2 separate regions of the Arachis hypogaea genome follow, and region 2 is linked to region 1. Evidence: chromatin contacts called from public Hi-C data. All regions are on one chromosome and are shown on one strand. Each heading gives the region's core, a stretch centred on a gene start, on an enhancer-like site or on the middle of the called end of the contact. The rest is flanking DNA. Distances are from core to core; before and after follow the strand shown.

Region 1 (6,960 bases), core at 1,535-4,034:
CTTAGCCGGGTCGATTACCAGTTCGATTCTGATAACTATGGTGCGTACGCATAGAGGTGTGCGTACGCACAAGTTTAAAATTTTCTAATTCTATTCGCTCGCACAATGCGTGCGAATGCCTTCAACAGATTGCACCTTCCAGCGTGTGCGTGCGCACAGCTTGCAAAACTTCGTTAGTTGTGTGTGCGCATAGAGCGTGCTAGCGCTACCAACCGTAGCCATATCCCCGTGTGTGCGTGCGCACAAGGCTGTGCATGCGCACAGGTTCAAAAATCCACGGGCTGTGTGTGCGCACACAAACCAGAAATCACAAATTTTGTAGCATTCACAAAATTCAGATTTTGACACCAAAATTTGAATGATCATAACTTCCTCTACAAAAATCCATTTCCTACAAACTTTATATCCATTTAAAGATTTTTCAATGAACTTTAATTTAAAATAAATTTCAACCAATTTTGAAAATTGAGGATCAAGTTATGATCTGTCAAAGTTCACCAAAAATCTGTTTTTATCAAAATTTCACAAGGTTCTCAATTTTCTAATTTCACAACCAAAACCAAACCAAAACCGCCTCAACTCCATCCCACATCAGATTTTACCATTTGTGTCATAATCCACTACTCATATCATATAATTCTCAAACTCAAATATCAATTATATCACACTAGCACCCATTCTCAACCATCACATTCATCAATCATTAATCTATCAATACCAAGCATCATAATCAATCTCATTCCAACTCAATCTAAAACTTCCACACTATTTTTATCAATTTCAACATCATAATTCATCAACATACTCATAATCATCAAATCATGATAATTCATCATAATTCATCATTCAACAAATTCAACAACCAATTCAATCCAAACCTATCCTATGGGTCACTGGACTAAGTGTCCAGAAATATTATATATTACATAGAGAAAACCAAAACCATACCTTGGCCGATTCTCAATATGCACTAAAAACCCAAATTGAATGCAAATCAAGCTTCCAACTACAACCAAGTCACCAATTCCACTCCAAATGCTACCAAATATCCAAAGCAATTCCAACAAGCTCCAATATTCAAACTAACATCATACATTTCATATATATCAAAACCTAACACTCACAATTAATCAACTCACAATTAATCAATTTACAAGGGTTCTTGAGAAACTTTACCTTATTTACTAAAATTTTGGATAGAACCCAACATTTTCTCACTAATGACTAGCACCTAAACAACCAAAACACAAATTTTACTCAAGACCAACACCCACCAAACTCGAAATTCTTAGGGCAGCAGGAAGGAAGAAAAAATTCAAAATCATACCTACACAAGTAGAATAGAATTAACGGGCTCGGCGAGAGCTTCGTGTAGCCACCGACGACACTCGAATCGGAGCACCATAGCTCAAGATATGACGAATTGAAGTGAGATGTGAATAGTGCTTTTTCTCTCTTCTCCCCCTCTTCCTTTCAGGTGGTGTGTGTGTGTTTGGTGGTGAATGAGCTGAATGAAGCTCATTTAACTGTATTTATATGTTGGGCTTGGGCCCAACTTGGGCCCGGTCCAACTCGTTAGCATTTTTGTTCCGTTTGGCCTAAACCTTTAAAATAAATGCCCAGTTTCGACTTTAATTATTTTTCTAAGGTTTTCCACTGTTTTTAATTATTTTCGCATAGTACCGGACAGACTTGAACCGATTCAGCCATTTCATCTGCCGATTCGTGGTTTTACTCGGTTTTTCGCAGAAATTACATTTTTTGACTCAGAAAAATCTATTGAGTCCAAAAATCATATTTAATTTCCCTAATTCTCATTCTAAATTTTCAGAACCTAATTTGGGCAATTTAATTATTTAATTAGACAGTTAATTAGTCTCGATTCTTACAAATCGGCTAGAAGATCGATTTTTTATTAACCCGAGTGAATCAGCCAGTCTGGTCCAATTTTCAAAACCTTGATAAGTATTACTACCAATGAAAAACTTTTCTACTTTAAAGACAAATACCATTTTTTTTCTTTGGTATTTCTTAATTCGGCAGGCCAATGACTTTCACCACGTATTGATGTTCCATTTTTTAAGAATTTGTCGCTAGTTAATAGATTGCTACACACAAGACATAATTTGAACTCTCAATACTTGCTTAAGCGGATAAGTGAGATGACCGCTCAACCAATCTAAATCGGTTAAGATAAATACTAATTATTTTTAATAATTTTAAATTATAAAATATTTAATAAAAATTACTATATTTTATATATTATTCGTATAGGACACGGAACATATATTAATAGAAATAAAGAATGAGATATTAAATTTATTGGTAATAATGAATATTACACACTATTTTGGGACAAAAAATTATCAGAGTATGATACACACCTTAATTAGTTTGAAAAAAAATGTTAAATTTTTAATATCGATCTCTAGATCTAATTTGTTCCATTTTAAAATTTTCTCACGTGTATATCCGTAACCACGTCAGTACAATGAAAGCTACGTTTGATTTTTTTATTGGGCCAAGTAAACAAAAAGATCGATATATCCAAATTTAAAAAAAATGAGAGATTTAAATGTATTTTTAAATTTTTAAAGACTTAAATGTTTGTGAATTAAAAAAAAAGTTAAGGACTTATTTGTTATTTTTTTAAAAAAAATAATGGAAAATTTATTTACATTAAAAAAATTGTGTGATCGACACGTGGTTGATTTAATGAATTGAATTGTTTCCGTAGACAAGGCTACATCATCCAACCCTGCTTTAGTCTTTACTCTTTACTTCGCTTTCAAAATTTGAAAGGAATTTTATTTTCTAAATAAAAAATGGCAGTAATTAAAATAAAGAAAAAAAATATACCCCGACCACACTGTCGTACTACTAGTATGGTGACTGTAGTTCTCATTTTTGCTACACAAGTTAACTCTCTCTCTCTCTCTCTCTCACACACAGCTACCCTTTACCCATCATCTCTGCCTCTTCCTTTGAAGCTGAAGCCCTAACTAAAAATAAAAAGACATCAATTCTCATCAGCATTTCATAAACCAGAAAAATTTCACCCACACACACTACCTTATAACTTTTTCTGTTCTAAGGTGGAAAAAGAAAAAAGAAGAAAAGAAGAAAAAGGGGGAAAAGATTTCATCACAGAGCTTCTATTTTGGTCACTCTCGTTTGTTAAATGGGTGCACCAAACTCAGCCGGGGATGGATCTTGACCGGCATTGCTCCCAATGGGAAAGTCCGACGAAGAGCACCACCAACCTTTGCCTCCCGGCGCCGCCGCCGCGGAAGATCCGAGGCCCAATGTGGCTGTCGGCGGTTCCTTTTCTTTTAGTCTCAGATGCCTTCTCGTCTTGCTCTTCTCCGCCGCCGTGTTCCTGTCGGCTCTATTCTTCTTGCCACCGTTCGCTAACTTCTCAGATCAGAAGGATCCACTTTCCCATTCACAGTATAAAGGTAAGGTTACTATTCATCTATGGGTTTTATTGTTCTTTTTTTAAAGATTTTTGGCTGCGGCATTGTTTCATTGGCTTGGATCTATGTCCGGCTTGTGTGTTCAGTTATTTTTTCTTTTTCTTTTTTCCGAAAATGGAAATTAGTGTGATTTTGATTTTGGGAATCCTATATTCTAGGTCATTGTGTTGTTTCAGGAAAAAGAAAATGATTGGGGTTGCGGAATATGGGGTTTGATTTGGATAATTATTATTTTTTTAGTTTGTTTAATTCTCAATTTGGTGTATGAATTAATGTTACTTGCGTCACTGGTGTGGAATCAATGTTACCATATGTGAATAATTTTTGTTTGTTAGGTTATTTGGAATTGGGTTGATGGCTTGGCTGATTTATTTTTATTGTTATTTTTGTTTTTTAATTTCTAATAAAAGAGATTTAGATTTAACCGTTTAGATACTGTACGCAAAAGAAGGGATTTGTATGTTGCTCGTGTTTTATTAATTTAGGAAATAGCTTTTCTTTTGGTAGCTATTAAGGGAATTACTTTCCCGATATCTATTTTAAGTAATGTTGAAGATTTATTCCCGAGGGCTTGCATTTTTAGGAATAGCTTTCTTTTTGTTTTTTTTTTTTAATTTTGAAGATTTATTCCCGAGGGCTTACCATTTTTATTTTTGGGGCTACATTGCTAATTCTGGAATCGGCCTCAAGTAGGCTTTACTCTTATTATGATATTTTGATAATTTTGCTTTAACTCTTGAGAGTGAAATTTGAACAGCATGGACAATGCGTTTGATAACTAATATTTTTTTAATCACTTAGAAAACTAGTCAGTTTTATCACGATTATAAGTTGTAATCATTTACTTTCCCGAATAAGTTTTCTATATTAGTAGTACCAATGAATACCAAAGCTTTTCAAGTTTTAGGGCGACACAATCTTATGCATTACTATAATTTGTGATCGATCTGGGAAATAGTATAGTACGACTTTTTTTTTTCTTTGAATTTAGAACTTGATATTTGAAGCTTTCTGCTTGCTAAGTCTGCATATCTTGCCAGAGCACCTATGGCTACCCTACATTCCTAAAATATAGGGTATACTAACTAGCTCTAACTGTTTTTCCTATCATCCATCCTCTTCAATTCTTCTCTTATCTCAAATTTTCGAATTCCAAATTGGAAGTTATATTTTCGGTTAGTGATATATGTCATGACCATAAGTTGAACTCAATTATTTTATTTATTTATTTGTATGTTCTGGGGGCCTTCAAATTATCAGCTATGTTTGATCTTTGATATTAGTTTTTGTTTGTGTCTTTAGAGTATTCCTTATGTAGAAAATCAGATAATCGTGTCTTGCACATTCAGATTAAGACTTAGCCGCAAAGCGAATGGTAATATAACTGTTGTGGTGTGCACTGTCCCACTTGAATACACTTGCACAACTATATATCATATTGATGTGGAGGTCTTTCGAGTGTTCTAAGCTGTCAGAGATATTATTGCAATTAAATAAGTTTATTTCCTAAAATATTCAATAGGAAAAACTTTACTCAGTTCATGTCTTGATGAATACCTATTTGTTTTCAGGAATTTTTTTTATGTCTGCCAGTGATGCAGAACCAATAAGACATTAAGGCTTGATTTGGTAAAGTTTTTTTGAAGAAGTGCTTGTGCTTTTCAAAATCACAAGCTCCTCATTTGCGTTTAGTAAACGAAAAAGAACATGTGCTTTTATTTGCAGCTTTTAAAAGATGCAGATGCCTTTCAAAGCACCTAAGGTAGAGCTTTTTAAAGATGACTTGTGCTTATCAAAATTAAAAAGTCTAATATAACCTCATATATTAATTAATATCCAAATTTAATTCTTACATTAATGTCTATTATAATGTTTTTAAATTTTAAAAGCTATTTTACCAATATTGGTTGTGCTTATTAAGTCATTTTTAATTTAATTTACCAAAGATAGATGCTATAACTTTTAAAAAGTAAAAGTTTTACCAAAGTAAGTTTAAATATGGAGTAATTAAAATACCATGTAAAGTAAAATAATTACGAGAAATAATGCCATGATGATACGTAACTTGTATCTGTATGTGTCAGTAATATATTTTGTTTTAAATTTTTCAGAAGGTAAATGTAATTTTGATTTGTAACTACTGCCCTAGATGCAAGCAATGCAAGTAACTTAACTATATTTCTCTTTACTTTATACCTTTTGTAATTCCCTTCCCAAGAAAAGAGTAATGTATGGCTCAGAGAAAAGAGTTCTAAATTTTATTTATGGATGTGAATCTCGTGGATATAAGATTCCTTTATGTAATTTTATGGAGATATGTTTGTAATAGAACTCAACTACAAGTGTCCACTTTTGCATTGTTTACGGCTTTTACTTTTAATTTTTTATTGACCCTTTTTCTTCCTTTCTTATTGTTTTGATAAATATTGCTGTATCTGTTCATTTATTCAGCATGCTGCTTGCAGATTGGAATTTAATAGTCTTCATCAAGAAAACGTACAGCTAGATGGAATTATATTCTTTTTCCTTCCTGGTCTAGTCTAGGTCGTAGGGCTCATTCTGGTTGTGCAGTTTGACATACTGCTAGCTGTGACACAGTCTAATAATACATATGTAATGTCTAAGACAGAATTTCAAATGATTGATAATTCATATAGACTATGGGAGACGTGCAGCTCAATGCAACCATTTTATGTTGAGCCGTTGTGACACCTTTCAATTTTGTGATATTTGAAGAACCTTGTTGTAATTATATAAATAAGCTACTATGCACTTCGGCTTATGTGTTACAGTGTGTTCTGTGATTTTTAAGGTACAGCATGTAATATTTTACTAATTTAAGATAGATAATCAAATTCTTTTAACTTTATAATATTGTTTATCTTTTCAGGGCATGATATTGTTGCAAGATTTTTCCTTGAGAAGCCAGCTTCTTTGTTAGAAGAAAACACCGTGCAGCTTGCAAATGACATTTTTGAAGAGATTGGAGTTCCCTCTACCAAAGTATCACCCTTTCTTTCTTTCTTTCTTTCTCAGGAACTTATTATATTAGTAATATTGCATAATAATTTTATTCATGATTTTGAAACCAGGTGGTCATCTTGTCTCTAGATTCCTTCCCAGGATCAAACACAACAAAAGTGGTATTTGCAGTTGATCCTGATCGTAAATATTCTGAAATGTCCTCAGCTACCCTCAGTTTGATTAGGGCATTATTTAAATCTTTGGTTATCCGCCAATCGTTCCTCCAACTTACTCCATCCTTGTTTGGAAAACCCTCCTTTTTTGAGGTGCTAAAATTTAAGGGAGGAATCACTATAATTCCGGAACAGAAGGTGTTTCCTCTGCAGCACGTGCAACCTCTATTCAACTTTACTTTATATTTCTCTATTTATCAAATACAATCTAGTTTTGATAGGCTGACAAGTCAGCTAAAGTCTGGATTACATTTGGCATCTGATGAGGTTTGTCATTGCTATTTCTT
Region 2 (6,960 bases), core at 1,857-4,356, 190 kb after region 1:
TAAATTTTTATTTTATTTTATGTTATGTATGTGATAATAGTTATATAAATTTTGAAATTTAATTTTATTTATTGGATTTTAATAATTATAGAGGCGGGTAGAAGTAGGACGGGTTAGAGTTCAACGTTTTATTACCCGTGAGTAGAAGCGGGACAGATTCTATGCGGGTTGTTGTACGGCGGGACGGGGTCGGGTAGAGCAAAAACCCGCCCCTACCTGCGCCCGTTGCGACCCCTAAAAATACTACAAGTAAGACTTAGGTCAATTAACTATATAACAAACCTAACCTATTAAGAGCAAGCATGCAAGGCATGAGCCCACTGTAAGTTTCGATGAGGTCTTACTGCACAGAACAGAAACAATACTCCTACTATAATAGCTTAAACAATTCTTTCAGTTTTTTTATTATAGTAATCACTCCATCTGCACAATATAGAAGAAATAAAGAATTTCATCTTTCTCCTTGAAGCCCGACAACTTCTACTCTTTGTAGAGGATTGCACCCGGAAACACTCAGATATATCACTTTCGGGTCCTTTTCGAGCTACCCTTCTTGCGTTTCTCTGCTCCTTGTTTTCTCTTGGAAGTAGTACCGTTAACCAGGCTGTCAGTCGTAGACTGAATTGGCACATGACACCCATGAACAACAGCAGGGAACCCAACAGCAGGGATTCTGGATCATGAACATGGTCAATATCAATATCTATTCAATAAATAACAAACAAGAATCTAATACCAACTTCACTAGGTCAACATAATGGATGGGACTTGCAGATTCTTTACCGAAATCTCAAGATTCCTTTCTGTTTAGGGTTGTTTATGAGTTTTGGAGCGGAACTAAGGGAAAATGGAGGGCTTGTAGAACATAAGTTCTACTACAAGCCTCCCTTTCTCCTCCCTTTACCTCCAAACTAAACTCACAAACAACCCTTAATTGTACCTTCTTCATTTTACCATGTTCTGTATTTTGGATTCTTAATTGATACTACTGATGTCAGTATAATACTGGAATCTACATTTTCGAAATAGGAAGTAGACTAGTGTTGTAACAAAGCCAAAAAGTAATTTTGGATTCTTTCATTTAATATAAAAATCTCCATGAGTCCATAAAGCTTACACATCTGAAGACAATGTGAAAGATCTGGTATACGAACAACTAAGAAACCACATAAACTATATAAGATCCCCAATAAACATAGTTCTCAACTTGAAGGAAAAGAAAGCTACTATTCCTTAATGATCCAACAATCCACACTGGAAATTTATTATAATGTTAGAATCGATATATTCTAAACAACTTTGGCAACTCGAAATAAGGTTGTATATCAAAATCAAACAGATGAAATTGTAAAGAATATGCACAAGATTCATTCAGGAAAGCAACGAAATAATCAATCCAAACACCCAGAGTTTGAAATCAAGAAACCAATTTAATAAAACAAGGATGCTACTGACTATGATTGAATAACAACACACGAAACAAAACAAACATTAAGAAAGTGGTTGAGTCAATGTGTTACTGTAGGGCTTACCCAACAAGAGCACAGCAGACTCCTGCTTGGTCATGGAAGCATTCAATGCACCTCGTGCCTGTAAGCAAAGACGCAAAGCATGGTTCTCAGCATAGCAGCACTGGAGCAAATGCCCCAGTCTACGGCATTCCCCTTCATAATACCTACTTTTCATCTCAAGGTCCTTTACATACTTCGTCTTCCTCTCTCTTGATCTCGCAGCAGCATCTCTGTTCCTCATTTTCCTGAAAGGCAGACATTGAACACAATCTTTTATCTTTTACAAGTTACAACACCATAGTCATCATAAAAGGTAGCATCGTAGGCATCACAGAACAAATGAAACAACAATGGAGCCTTATTTGATTAAGGTCTAACTAGAGCCCCAGCAGATCTCATCAATATTTTTCTTCTTCCTCAAGTGTTAAAGACATCATTCTTTATCCATCTTCAATCCTTGGTTCTTCTATATAAGAGTGCCCTACCTAGTTCTTGTTCAGAATCCAAACTTTGAACACCATATTCAAGCTCAAGGAGAAACCATCAATGTATGTACACACTTTTATTATATCCAAAAAGAAACATCAAACTAGCTCAAACAACGAGAAATTATCCTATAATATCCAAGAAATAAAATATAGCAAAAGATTTTCTCATAACTATCAATGCAGAAGAAAAAGCAACAAGAGTTCCTCTAAATTTAGACAGGGCACTACTTACTAGTTACTGCATTCCTGTATTAAATCCTAATATCAACTATCAACTATAACATATAATTGAAAAGTTATTTAAAAAATTTAAACACAATGACTCCTTCAAACATCAAAATTATGTAAATCAGAAAATAAATTGTTTAAATCTCCAGAATAAGTCACAAAATTTAAAACATAACACCACAAAACCAAAGCAAAAGTAATGAATAAAACGAACTCTTAACCTCCTTCTCTGTTTCTTTTACCTTAATAGCTTCTTCGAAACGGGTTCAATGCCAACCTCCTTGGGGCCCGCTGCATCAGCCCTGACCTTATCGGGATCTTCGATAGAAGGAGTGGAACCGTCGTCGGAGTCACCGTGCGGCTCGACGAGTATTTCAGCAAGAAGCTTGTCGTAGTCAGATTCCAACGACGGAGTAGCGGGAATGACAGCGCCGTCGTCTTCATCATCGGCCATCAACAAGTTCTCGATCTCTGATAAAACACCGCCACCTGCTACGGCAGAAGGAACCTCCTTCTCATGGAAGATATCGTCAACGTGAGGATCTAGTAATTGTTCAAGAAAGGCGTCACAATCGAAGTCGCTAAGTGGGTCTTCTCCTAGTGCTAGACCTTCCATGACGGAACCGTCAATTCCTACGAGGAAACGAATAAACGACTCGACGATATTTTACGAAGCCTCGAGTTGTTTGTGAGTCTTGGTGACTAAGCAATGGAAAAGTCGCGCAAACTTCCTAAATCTCTCATGTTGTCACTCAGCCAATGGGATCGAAGAGAGTGGACATAAATGACACGTGGTGACGCGTTCTTTTTTGGCCTAGCTTTTTCCGTTTTTCTTTTTTCCCAAAAAAAAAGTTCCTAAATGCTCTAAGAAAAGAACAAATTGTGACACATCAATGGTTATATATTTTTATTATTTAAAATTAAATTTCCAAATTTTAAAATTCATCCTTTTAAACTAACTTATCTTTTGTGAGGTGTCATAAAAAAAAAATAAAAATTAGGTTAATTATTAATTTGAAATTTGAAAGATTAGTAGTTAACAAAAAATTCCTAAAAAATGTTATTAATAAAATAATTTTTAAATAATTTAAAAATATAATAAAAATAATAAATAAATATTATATTTTTTACAAGTGATAAAAAAATTATTGTATTTAATAAATAATTTATTTATTTTATTTGAATTTTTTTTATAATATCTAAATAAATATTTAGAAGGTTCACAATAATTTAAATGAAAATTTGATTTATAATTTTTTTTTAATTTTCAAAAAATATGGTCATTCACACTAAAAAAATTTTAAAAAATTTATTTCACATATATCAAATTTTAAAGATAAATATTTCTCATTCTTCTAATAATAATTGCATTAATTTACATCACAGTTAATTTCTAAAGTCTATTTTTAGCATATATATTTAATATTTAATTTTTTTTGTCGCGTTTTTAAATCCTTCGAGGGCTTATTTGTCGTTAACATTTTTTGAAATTCTTTTTATCAATGACTTGAACTTTTCGATATGATTTTAGTAATTTTTTCTTGTGACTACGGAAAAAAAAAAAGATAACACAAAAAAAAAAGCTAAATGGTTATGATTTCTCCCTAGAAATAGTCAAATATAAACTCTCCCAAGATTCGAGCCATTCACTGTAAGAGGTTGTGCTTCTTACAACATGCTTGGCCATGTGATCAGCTGCTTCATTAGCGTAGCTGAATGATAGAATTCTTTGCAAACCAATTGCAATGAAGAATTTCTTTTATTTTCATAAGTAAATCATTGCCTTCTCTATCTTTTGAGGCTGATCCTAGAGAAATCAAGCAATATATTTCAAGACAATCCATTTTACAAATCACATCTTTACAGCCATACTCCCAAGCAAGAATCAGACCACACCAAATTGCAAACAATTCATAGCAAGAAATGTTCATCAGTGGCAGACTTCCAGTGCAACCTTTCACCCACTTTCCATTGCTATCTTGAACTAAACAGCCAAAATTCGTATTGTAAGCATTTAGAAAGAGGCTTGAATCACAGTTTACCTTGAAAGAAGAAAGAGGAGGAGGTTCCCAAGATAAGATTAAGCTAGTACTCATGATAGATTTCAGCTTTGCTTGATAAAAGGAAAAATCGTGAGCCATATGATGGGAAAGCACCACAACTTTGTATCTGCTCCAAGTTTTCTCTATATTAAAAAGATCATTATTCCTATCACACCAAATCCAACACAAAGCCCTTAAAAAGAGATATTCATTTTTTTGAAGATTTACTCTGATCCAATTGTAAAATATACATTCTAGTATTACTCATTAAAGGATTATTAACAAGGTGTAACCACACTTGTTTCGCTTTAGTGGACTTCCTCAGACAGTGTTCTGCGGAGGTTGAATCATCCCAAAGCCAGGCAGGATCGTGCCCTTATGAAAACTAGGATCAATTAGGTTTATCTCTTCTTGGACATCCTCCGAGACAGAGGGAGCAAACGCTGTGCCAATACCACTATCATTTTCAAATTTTAAAATTCATCTTTCTAAACTAACTTATCTCTCGTGACATGTTGTTCATGAGTTACTTAGAACGATAGGAAAATCCAACGAAGTTGACGAGCTTTACGGCTTCCAGCTTTTGGAGTGAGCAGGAGGTGACCTAGAAAGACACACCGACACTCAAGTTAGAATGGATCTTAGAGATAGGATTTTAGGATTTTGTATGTCATAACTTGGAGGGAGTCCAAGACTCCCTTTATATATGCATTTTTTCCTTCCTTTGACCTTTTAAATTAGGCAAGATTTGATTTGTATTTGAAGTCAAATCTCGATTAGCGATCTGTGCTGAGTTGTCCAAGATCGAGGGGTCAAGAGGGGGATTTTAGGACTAAGGGCCAAGTTCTCATTGGGTCATTAGGACATTAAGGCTAGGAAGCGAGTCTGCAATAGTGCCGCCAAACGTGACTTTGCCAATGTCGATGATTGGTGAGCAAAAATTAAAGCTCACGGATACCGGCAAGTGCACCGGATCGTTCAAGTAATACCATGGTGAGTGGATATCTTTCTCATGAGGATTAAAGGATTGAGCAAGCAAATATCAGATTAAATACCTAATTAGATTAAAATAACCTAGATTGATGAGGGCAAAACCTGTATCTTGCTTAGAATATTAAGTGCTTGAGTGCCTGAGAGATAGTGAACTTGGATGTTGATTGAGAGAAGACAATGTTGGTGAGAGTCAAGAGCTTCAGAGATGTTTGTGCTCTTGGAAAAACCAAACCTTGTTTACTTATTTTGAAGTATGCAAATATCTTTCACGACAAATCTTTTGTAACTGATTTCCAATTCCTTGGTTCCTCAGTTTCTCTATAATTATCTAGTCAACAGTTAATTAATTAAAGAGGTTAAGCACAAAAACTAATTTAGTTCCTAACAAGATTTAAAAGTAGTCCTTAGGTCGAATTATATGTCATCCTTCATATCTAATTACCCAAGCCTACCAAAGGTTTAGAAGACCTCTGTCCTATCCATTAGACAATGGACGCTTTTCTTTTTTTCTTCTAACTTTTCACTAAATTTCCTTGACACAACCGCACCACAAGCACATAACTCGGGTTTTGACCCAGACATCGATGCCCAGAGCCTCTTTGGACTTCTTGATCTTTTGTTTTAAGGCAACTCTTTAAGTAAACTTTCAATCGATAATCCCGGTCCAGTTGGTCCAAGTTATCGGGTGATAAAGCACCCTTCGAATTTACTAGTCCAAGTCTATCCCTAAAACAGAAACATTACAAGCATATAACTAGACCCTAATTATTGGTGCTCAGAGCTTTATAACTTTTGATTTCTTTGATCTTTTCACTTTTTTTTCACTACTCCAAGGAATTGATGATCGAAATCTCATAATACTTCTTTAAATTTCTGTTCTTGAAGATTCTTTTTCTATTTCCTCAACATTCAAACATTTTAGATTCTTCAAGTGCAACCACATATTCTTAAGCACCTCCACTGTTTGTTTTGATTTTTATGATTCAATTTCTTTTTTTTCATTAAGATATCCTCTATCAAATGGTTACTGGAGAAACAAGTATTTAAGTTTGAAGTTTTTACAGAAAAGATAGATAGAGAAAAGGATAGAACATGCAATATATGCAAGGAAGAAATAAACAAAGGAAAGTAAATAAAAGAGAAGAACAATGAAAAGAAAACTAAAAACAGAAGGGATGAACAGAAATAAAGGAGAAAGAAATAACTAACCACCAGTAGAGAGGGTTTACCCAAGAGTATTCAGTCATCACTACTATTTTTTGTGTAGGTTATTTATGATCCATGGTGTTTCCAACACCAAATTTAAGGGTTTACACCAAACTTAGAGTTTGACAGAGGATTAGTAATAAATGTGCGTGCATATAAAGAAGCATACATGCATGAAGAAAAAAGGAATAAGATCAACCATAAACAATGTGGTTTTAAATTAAAAGGGATGTCTGGATTGAAAACACTCGGCATTACTTAAGGAGGCTTAGTGTCCTTAAATGTGTGCTCCCAGAGGATCCTGCCTAGCCCATGCACCAGGCGTGTGATCATGACCATCGGGCATGTAGCTTTAATTATTCATAGACACCCGGCGTGTGTTTTGAACGTCTGGCGTTCAACCCAGAAATATATTTTTTTTTTCATAAATCAAAAAAAAAGAGAAAAAATATGTATGCTAAAGAGGTGAAAGAAGAAGAAGAGAATGATGAC

What was found. A called contact is a pair of places that touch in the nucleus more often than the background predicts.
Region 2: a contact with region 1 is called in a Hi-C map of leaf, with 2.0 times the contacts expected there. The contact joins the promoter of LOC112727401 here to the promoter of LOC112727400 in region 1. A contact is called at or near these places in 2 of 8 Hi-C or Micro-C datasets (both in leaf).

Annotation. Positions count from the first base shown.
Region 1 is chr12:57,706,830-57,713,789 of arahy.Tifrunner.gnm2.J5K5, forward strand. It overlaps LOC112727400, which reads left to right and starts at 2,785. Exons shown (of 5, transcript XM_025777137.3): 1 at 2,785-3,458; 2 at 6,367-6,479; 3 at 6,569-6,940. The coding sequence starts at 3,233.
Region 2 is chr12:57,895,115-57,902,074 of arahy.Tifrunner.gnm2.J5K5, forward strand. LOC112727401 (bZIP transcription factor 50) reads right to left here and starts at 3,107. Exons shown (of 3, transcript XM_025777138.3): 1 at 2,470-3,107; 2 at 1,533-1,756; 3 at 257-673. The coding sequence starts at 2,843. The coding sequence ends at 381.